Regions from separate parts of the Rattus norvegicus genome. Here region 2 is linked to region 1. A link is a contact called in public Hi-C data. All regions are on one chromosome and are shown on one strand. Each heading gives the region's core, a stretch centred on a gene start, on an enhancer-like site or on the middle of the called end of the contact. The rest is flanking DNA. Distances are from core to core; before and after follow the strand shown. Region 1 overlaps Macrod2 (mono-ADP ribosylhydrolase 2). Region 2 overlaps Kif16b (kinesin family member 16B).

Region 1 (3,670 bases), core at 717-3,216:
TCCGCATAATGGAAAAATGCGGTCTCAAAATAGCATAATTTATTTACAGGTTCTGACAGCTGTCACCATCAAATCAAATGCAATTGCATATAGTATTTATCAAAAAATCAATAATAAATATATATCGAAGGTTGACTGCCTCCCCAGCACTGTGTGTGCATTGCAAACATTGCATTTAATTCCTAAAACAACATCCACTGTTCCTTGAAGCTTATAGTCTGATGGGGGAATACCAACAATAAACAAATCAAAAGGATACAATTATCAGACAGTTCAAGTAGCTTGCCGAGTAAAGAGGTGAAATTGTGGTAACCCTCAGAGGGCAACTCTAAGGAGGACTCAATGGGGAAGTGTTGCTTGAGATGGTGTCTGAATACTGATGTGGTGAAAACCCCTTCTAGACAGAGGGAACAGAGAATAAATTAACTTTAGGATGGGGATGGGGAGAGGGGTGTGACTGGAGCAGAGTGAGCTCAGTAGAGTGTGAGACAAGTAAGAAATCATAGGCCCAGATTGTGGGCAACATGTGCTTTAACTGAGAATTTATTGGAACATTTTAACCATTGGAATAAATGATCTATGTATTAATGAGTTTGTTTTTCCCAGGGGGTAAAAATGGGTCATAAAGGTAGAGTTAGGAGATGACTTCAGGCACCATGACAGAGGGTTCCGGAAATAGAGACCAAAAGACTGAAATGTGGCACATTCTCGAAATAAGAAGCAACAGGGTACAGAAGTTGGAAGGCTGGGTGGGCGGGGCACATGGGGAAAGAGGAATCCCATGCAGGTCATAGGAGTCTAGCTTCAGTGTCTCGGGGGCAACAGTATCACTTAACTGCTCCATGGAAATCATTTTGTTGAAAAAGTTAATCGTTTAGCTTTTGCATCAACAATTTGAAAATATGTGCAGACAGCCATAAGGGATGTCACATTAGATAAACACGTTCATATTAGGGAGAGGTGAACACTAAAGACCAGGATTAGGGGACACTGTGATATAAGGGATATTTAAAGCCTGGGACTGAAAGGAGAGTCAGTGAGAAGAATATGTAATTGTCAAAGGCAAAGGAGCTGGGACGTCATGACATCTACATCCCTGTCAAGCAAGGCAGAGGCAGCTGCTACAGTGATATGTCTTTAAAAGATCAGGGATGGGGCTAGAAAATGCTACTGAGAAGTCAAGTCAGATGGACAGGAAGAAAGGAAATTGTAAGTGATGCTGCCTGAGAGGGAGACTGAGGCAGGAAGATGTCAAGTTCAAGACCTTTTGGGGTTGTCTCGAACTTGATGGCAAAGAAAAGAGGCCAGCACCTTAGAAGAGAGAGTTAGGAAGACTACTAGAAAACCACACGTGGCTTATGCAGGGTTTCGGGAATGAAGGCGCAGAAGGCAGAGACAATGATTTTTTTCAGGCAGTTTTGCTCTGAAGGGAGATGAAAATCGGAACATGCGGTGACTTAAGGGAAGGTTAATGGTCGGTGCCTTTTGTTTAAGTCAAAGGTAGTTGATGCCTAAGGAAAGAGAGTGATCCGCCTCCCCTCCCTGTCTACCTTCCGCAGATGCTATTCTGTGTTCCAATAGAGGTGCAACCTGAAAGTAACAACCATAGGTAAAGGACAGATGAAATGCTAGAAAGTAGGAAAGTGTCCTTGAATTGGGTATTTTATCTCTAAATCTGTGACTGAATAACTCTAAGAAAAATATGTATATTGTTTTACCAGTTGGGAGATGACTTTAATACTTCCCTATATCCTAATTTACAGTTTTAATGCTAGTAGATAATTATCTAACACTTTGGAGGCCAAACATGAATCAGATCCCCATGGTTCTGGTGAGACCAGTAAGAGAGATGAGCTCTGAATGGGCTTAATTGGTACTGTGAGGTGGACAGTCTTCCCTATCCGTGGTGTCCATTCTATAACTGGGTGACATGATATCCCTGCATATCTCTGGGTGCCTATTTTGAGTGGTCCCCTTCTCCTGGACTACACTGCTGACAGCCACAGAACCACTGTCCAGCTGGACAGCCCAGTGGATTGGCAGCCCATAGAAGTGCTGAGCTAAGCAAAAGCAAACTCTAAAAATCACACAATCGAGGCACTTTGTAGAAACTCGCATGGGTATACATTACCACCCACCACAAATCCAAAACAGTATTCCATTCTTTGAGAACTGTGGAGGAAGCAAAATGCTACTGGTATTGTTGGCATACTACAGCCAACAAACATGTGTTCCCCAGAATGCATTTTGTATTTCATTGGCCTCTGTCTTATGTGAAGATTTATGCTTCATTTTTTATATATAAAAAAATGCATTACAACCCTCTGTCCCTGTAAGACCATTTGGTGTGTGAAGGATATAAACACCTTCGCAGGCCAGTGGAGAGGCAGATGTAGGGAAGGAAAAGCCACAGCCTGAAGGTACTAAGCCTGAGGCCTTTCTTTCTGTTTTATAGATGGTGTCAACACCACCCCAGTGCCCAGCCCTGCTTCTGAAGACAAAGCTGAAGTCCATAAAGATGAAGGTATGAGTCCACATCTAAATATCACAGGTCTTTAAAAGTAAACAGTGTGAGGTTTGTTTATATGGGCAACGGATGCAGCAAAAGTCTCTATTTTGAACCCACTCTGCTCCACGCCCTACTGAGCCTCTGCAGAATTTCTATAGACATTTACATTTGTTCCTCTAAAAATAATGTTCATGAATATAAGAGCAGGCACAGAGGAAAAAAGATGTTTATCTGAAACTCAAGACTTTGTCGATTCTGCTGTTTGTAACTATTCATAGACAGAAGTTTGAAAGAGTGGTGTGGAGGACCACCTACCCGAGGCCCATGGCTTAAGGGGGAAATGTTTGAAAGGCACCCATAAAAACCAACCTGAGGCATTTCTATGGACTCTTACTAAGAGAAAGCCCACGTAAACCAAGAAGAAACTAATACCAATTAGGAGAAATTTTGACTGCTGTAAAGATAAGTGCCACAAAACAGAGGTGCAAATGCTTTCAAACATAATAAAGGAAAATAAAAGGAGGTCCTCCTCTCCTCTCCCTTCTGATTGGTGGGTAACTCTTCCCATAAGAAATAATGTTTGATATCTGCCATTAGTACCTACTAAAGCCAGACTAGACTATTATATTTGAACAAATGGGTGTCTTGTAAGCCATATCATCGACTTGGAACTTAAGTATGTACTTTGAATCCATTTCTTCAATCCAATCTGATTTGAAAACAGGCACACAGTGCTACGAAGACTTGCTATTCTTTGAATCTGCCAAAGAATCAAAATAGTCTCGAAATTTTAATACTCCTTTAATGGCATATATAATTCCATGTCCCATTGCCTGGCGAGTCTCTGTTTTAAGACATGTAGTTGAGGGCAGTTGATAAGAATATAAAATGCTGGGGGCTGGAGAGATGGCTCAGTGGTTAAGAGCACTGACTGCTCTTCCAGAGGTCCTGAGTTCAATTCCCAGTAACAACATGGTGGCTCACAGCCATCTATAATGCGATCTGATGCCCTCTTCTGGTTTCTGAAGGCAGCTACAGTGTACTTATATATAATAAATAAATAAAATCTTTAAAAAAAAAGAATATAAAATACTGGGTTATATTCTTGGGGCTTAATCCTAGTTCTGCTACAGTTACTTAGCTAACTTTTGACAGATAATT
Region 2 (3,592 bases), core at 146-2,645, 580 kb after region 1:
CTTTTCTTATACTTTAACAGCCTGTGACCCCAGTTTGCCCTGTCCATAAGGACCCACTTAGAGCTGTGGGGTCCTCACTAGATAATCTAACTATCAGAGGCCACAGCCTTAAAGAAAGCTGACTCCCCAGGTCCCCAATGTCATTAAGTGTCCAGTAGCTTCTCCGTCGGAGCGTGGCTCATCAATGGTTTCCCACCCCATGCTACAGCGCTGACTAGTTTGAGCACACCACCTTTCTTAAAGTCTGCAAAAACACAAATAAAGAAAACTAAAGAGAACTCAGAGCACTTTCATTGTAAAAAATCACTTCAAAACACACATTTGTAACCTTGAGATACCAAAGTGAAAGGAAGATGTTTCTCTTAGCACCAAATATAAATCCTCTCAGAGATCAAGTAAGTTGGGAGCAAAAAGTAAAGAGAATGCTCAAGGATTTCTGAACGTTTTAAAGCAAGTCGGCTGACTTTAATTTCACAGGTGTCCCCCGCACATATCTAAAGATGCTTCTTCTCTCCCCTGTCACACAACTCCACAATCCCTTTTCATTGGTTTAATCTGGCATTCCCTACACTCACTGAAGGAGCTTACTCAGTCCTCTATAGAGTAATGCTGGAAAAGCTCATCAACAAACATTTCCTAAAATTCAAAATCTAAAGTTTATGTATCTTTATTTGCAACTTTTTGTTATAATAAAAGTTTAATGCATCCTGCGAAGGAGAGAGGGACACAGGAACACACCAGAGTGGTCACTTCTACGAAGGACACTGAACTGGAAATCAGAAAATCATATTCTGACCTCAGCTTGAACACCCATTCCCTGTGTAATCCTGAGAAGTTGCAGGAGAAACCCTGTGTGCAGGCTCTATGCTCACAATGTATCATGACAAGGTTGGATAAGATCAGCCCTAAGACTTCATCCACTTCGAATACTCTGTCATTAATTCAATGTGAAATGAGAGAAATGAGTAAGAAATTTCAATACACTACTTAGACACTTCAAAAGAAATACTGATGGTTCAGATAATGAAACTAAACGAGAAAAGCGTCTTCAGAATATACCACCAGAATTTAAATTAGCTCACTATTTTCTTTCAAGCAGTAATGAAGAAAAAGGAGTATTAACCAGGAAATTAAGGTCTGCTGTTCATGCCCTTTCTATAGCTGGGCTCTTCTGTCCTCTGACTGCTAAACTATACTCCGTCAGTTTCCCCAACAGCCTCCGCTCCCTAGGAGAATAATGCTTCTGAATTCAAGCTACGAGAAAGCCTTTTCTATCCAACTAGGACTCTAACATGAAAGCAGCTTTACAACAACCCCTTCATTCTCACAGCGACCCAGTGAAATACCATGGGCCCATTTCACAATCTGAACTGAACCACATAGAGTCTAAATAAGTCACCCTGTCACATGGTCACCAAATGGCTAAGTGAGGTCATCTTCACCATTATTTTCTGCCACCTTGTAGTGTATCTGTGCCTGTTGGCAGTGCCTTCTGCCTGCTTCCATGTAAATGAAAGAGTTGGGGGAAAAAAATCTTAATATGAGCAGTCTTCTAGAAGATTCTTGGTTCTCAATAGATGAGGCCAAAAAGAGAACTATCTTTTGAACACATTCACTAATGTGGAAAGCCTCAAACATACAAGGAATGATACAGAACAAGGACACAGGGAATGGAAGTTTTAATTCTCTTAAGAACACTTTAGAGCCAAAGATGAAGAAAGTAAGGTGTAAATAGTCAGTACAAGATGGTTCTTATGAAGAAAAGCAAATAAATAAAACGGAAAGGACAAGAGCGGGGAGAGAGGGAGGGAGGGAGAAAATAAAAGAAGGGAAGAAAGCAGGCCAGCTTTCTAAAAAGTCATCAGAATGACCACACATGACACACAGTAAGAGCCACCGTTGAAATGTTAAGCAGCCTCTGCTATTCCTTCCTTAAAGCAGTTTAGGAAAACTGTTCCAGAAGGATGAGAATGGAAACTCCAGAATATGAGGGTGTGTTCACATCTCTGCATCAGGTTTTGGTGTGGCTTCAAGAAGGCACCAGCTAAATAACCCCTAACACTAAACTCTCCACAACCTGCCTCTCACAGACCCTGTACCCAGAAATCACTGGGGCCTCTTCAATTCCCTTTAGTAGTACATCCTTTCAGACAGCTTTGCCGCCAGAGATGCTAGTGAAGAGCTGTGAGGTTTGTTTCCCTAACTGCAGTGCCATCTAGTGGTGTAAAAACCCCAAACCACTCCCAAGAGCACAGCTTTTACTCCAACTATTCTCAGGATAAATGTATCCTGTAAAACAAGAATATGGGTTGCTCTTAAAACACAATGGCTTTGCCCATATTGGGACTGCTACTTGTTAACGTGACAAGTCTCCTTGTACGATATGCAAAGTATGACAAGATTAGCTTTCTGAGAAAACACACATTTAGTTGTCGCTACTTTTCTTCTCTGATACTTTTGTTTGCCTAAAACAAACAAACACAAAAAATCCTATATTTTACTTACTAACAGCAGACTGTTATTTTGTGATTCTGAAGACATTCAGAGAATTGTTGTTAAATTTAACAAAAAATAATCACTCTGGTTTAGTATAATAATAAATTCAAGACATTTGTTTTAAATGAACTTCCAAAACTCTGAAGAATAATTTAAATGCAAATGAAACTCATTATATAATGGCTACTAGTGCCAGTATAACTTGTCTTTGAAGTTTACGTGTTAAAATTGTGCTCTGAAACATGTGGTTAGCCATGCTCTCAAAGTGAAGTGAAATTAGGTTCTGAAAAGATAACTATTTAGATGTCACTGCTAAAGGTAACTAAGTCACAACTAAGGAGTGTCAGGTTAGAAAAGGGAGTATGTCCCAGCACTACAACTAACTCTAACTCTAACTCGAACACTGAGACCAAGTCACTTCTTTCTCATTTAAGAAATAATAATTAAAAATGGGGTGGAGGGTTTCTTACACCATTTAGAAATACAAAACAGAATCATAATTCGATACAGTCACACAGCCACTAGATAGACTGACACTGAGCTGAGCAAACATTGCTGAAGATACTGGGCCTCCTGGAAGGTAACACTGGAGATGGAGAATACTCTGGAAGGTTATGCCCAGCATCTGCTAAAGCTGAACATGTACCTACTCTGTGACCCAGCATCTTCTTATTCCTTTCAAACATATGCATATACATTCATTGAAAGATAAGAATCACAAGTACAGCTTTTTCTAACAGCTCCAACAAGGAGCAACCAAATGCAGTAAGAATGAATGCATTCCCTGAGGTAGGTACATCTTATGTAACACTGTACTGCTATGACGCAGCCAGTATGAGCCAAGCCAGTTCAGTTCTTAAGACTAAATTGTACAGCAATTATCTCAGCAATTATCTCAGGTATCTCACAAACATAATACAAACAAGGGAAGCCAGTCTGCAGAAACATAATCATGGCTAGCTTTCAGAAGTCAGGCTAGATGACTCCTTCAGAGAAAGGAAGAGTGACCCAGGAGCTGAGACAAGGATTCTAGAGCACTGATCATATTTCCTAAGCATGGTTATGTTTTGTTTGTGATGGACCATCACCGCACACT

What was found. Hi-C and Micro-C count contacts between places; a contact is called where the count stands out from the background.
Region 2: a Hi-C map of Schwann cells shows a contact between it and region 1, with 15 times the contacts expected there. The contact joins two enhancer-like sites. A contact is called at or near these places in 3 of 12 Hi-C or Micro-C datasets (the Rat2 cell line, Schwann cells and frontal cortex).

The regions. Positions count from the first base shown.
Region 1 is chr3:150,040,120-150,043,789 of GRCr8, forward strand. Macrod2 (mono-ADP ribosylhydrolase 2) reads left to right here. Exons shown (of 18, transcript XM_039106858.2): 13 at 2,456-2,524. Among named protein-coding and RNA genes, the nearest start is that of Kif16b, 670 kb to the right of the region's middle. Within about 2 kb of position 1,967, at least 3 of the 93 cell types and tissues checked have an H3K27ac peak or open chromatin away from gene starts, as enhancers often do. A contact at or near this core is called in Schwann cells, where this site is marked.
Region 2 is chr3:150,624,611-150,628,202 of GRCr8, forward strand. All of the region lies in intron 12 of Kif16b (kinesin family member 16B), which reads right to left. Among named protein-coding and RNA genes, the nearest start is that of Kif16b, 81 kb to the right of the region's middle. Within about 2 kb of position 1,396, at least 4 of the 93 cell types and tissues checked have an H3K27ac peak or open chromatin away from gene starts, as enhancers often do. A contact at or near this core is called in Schwann cells, where this site is marked.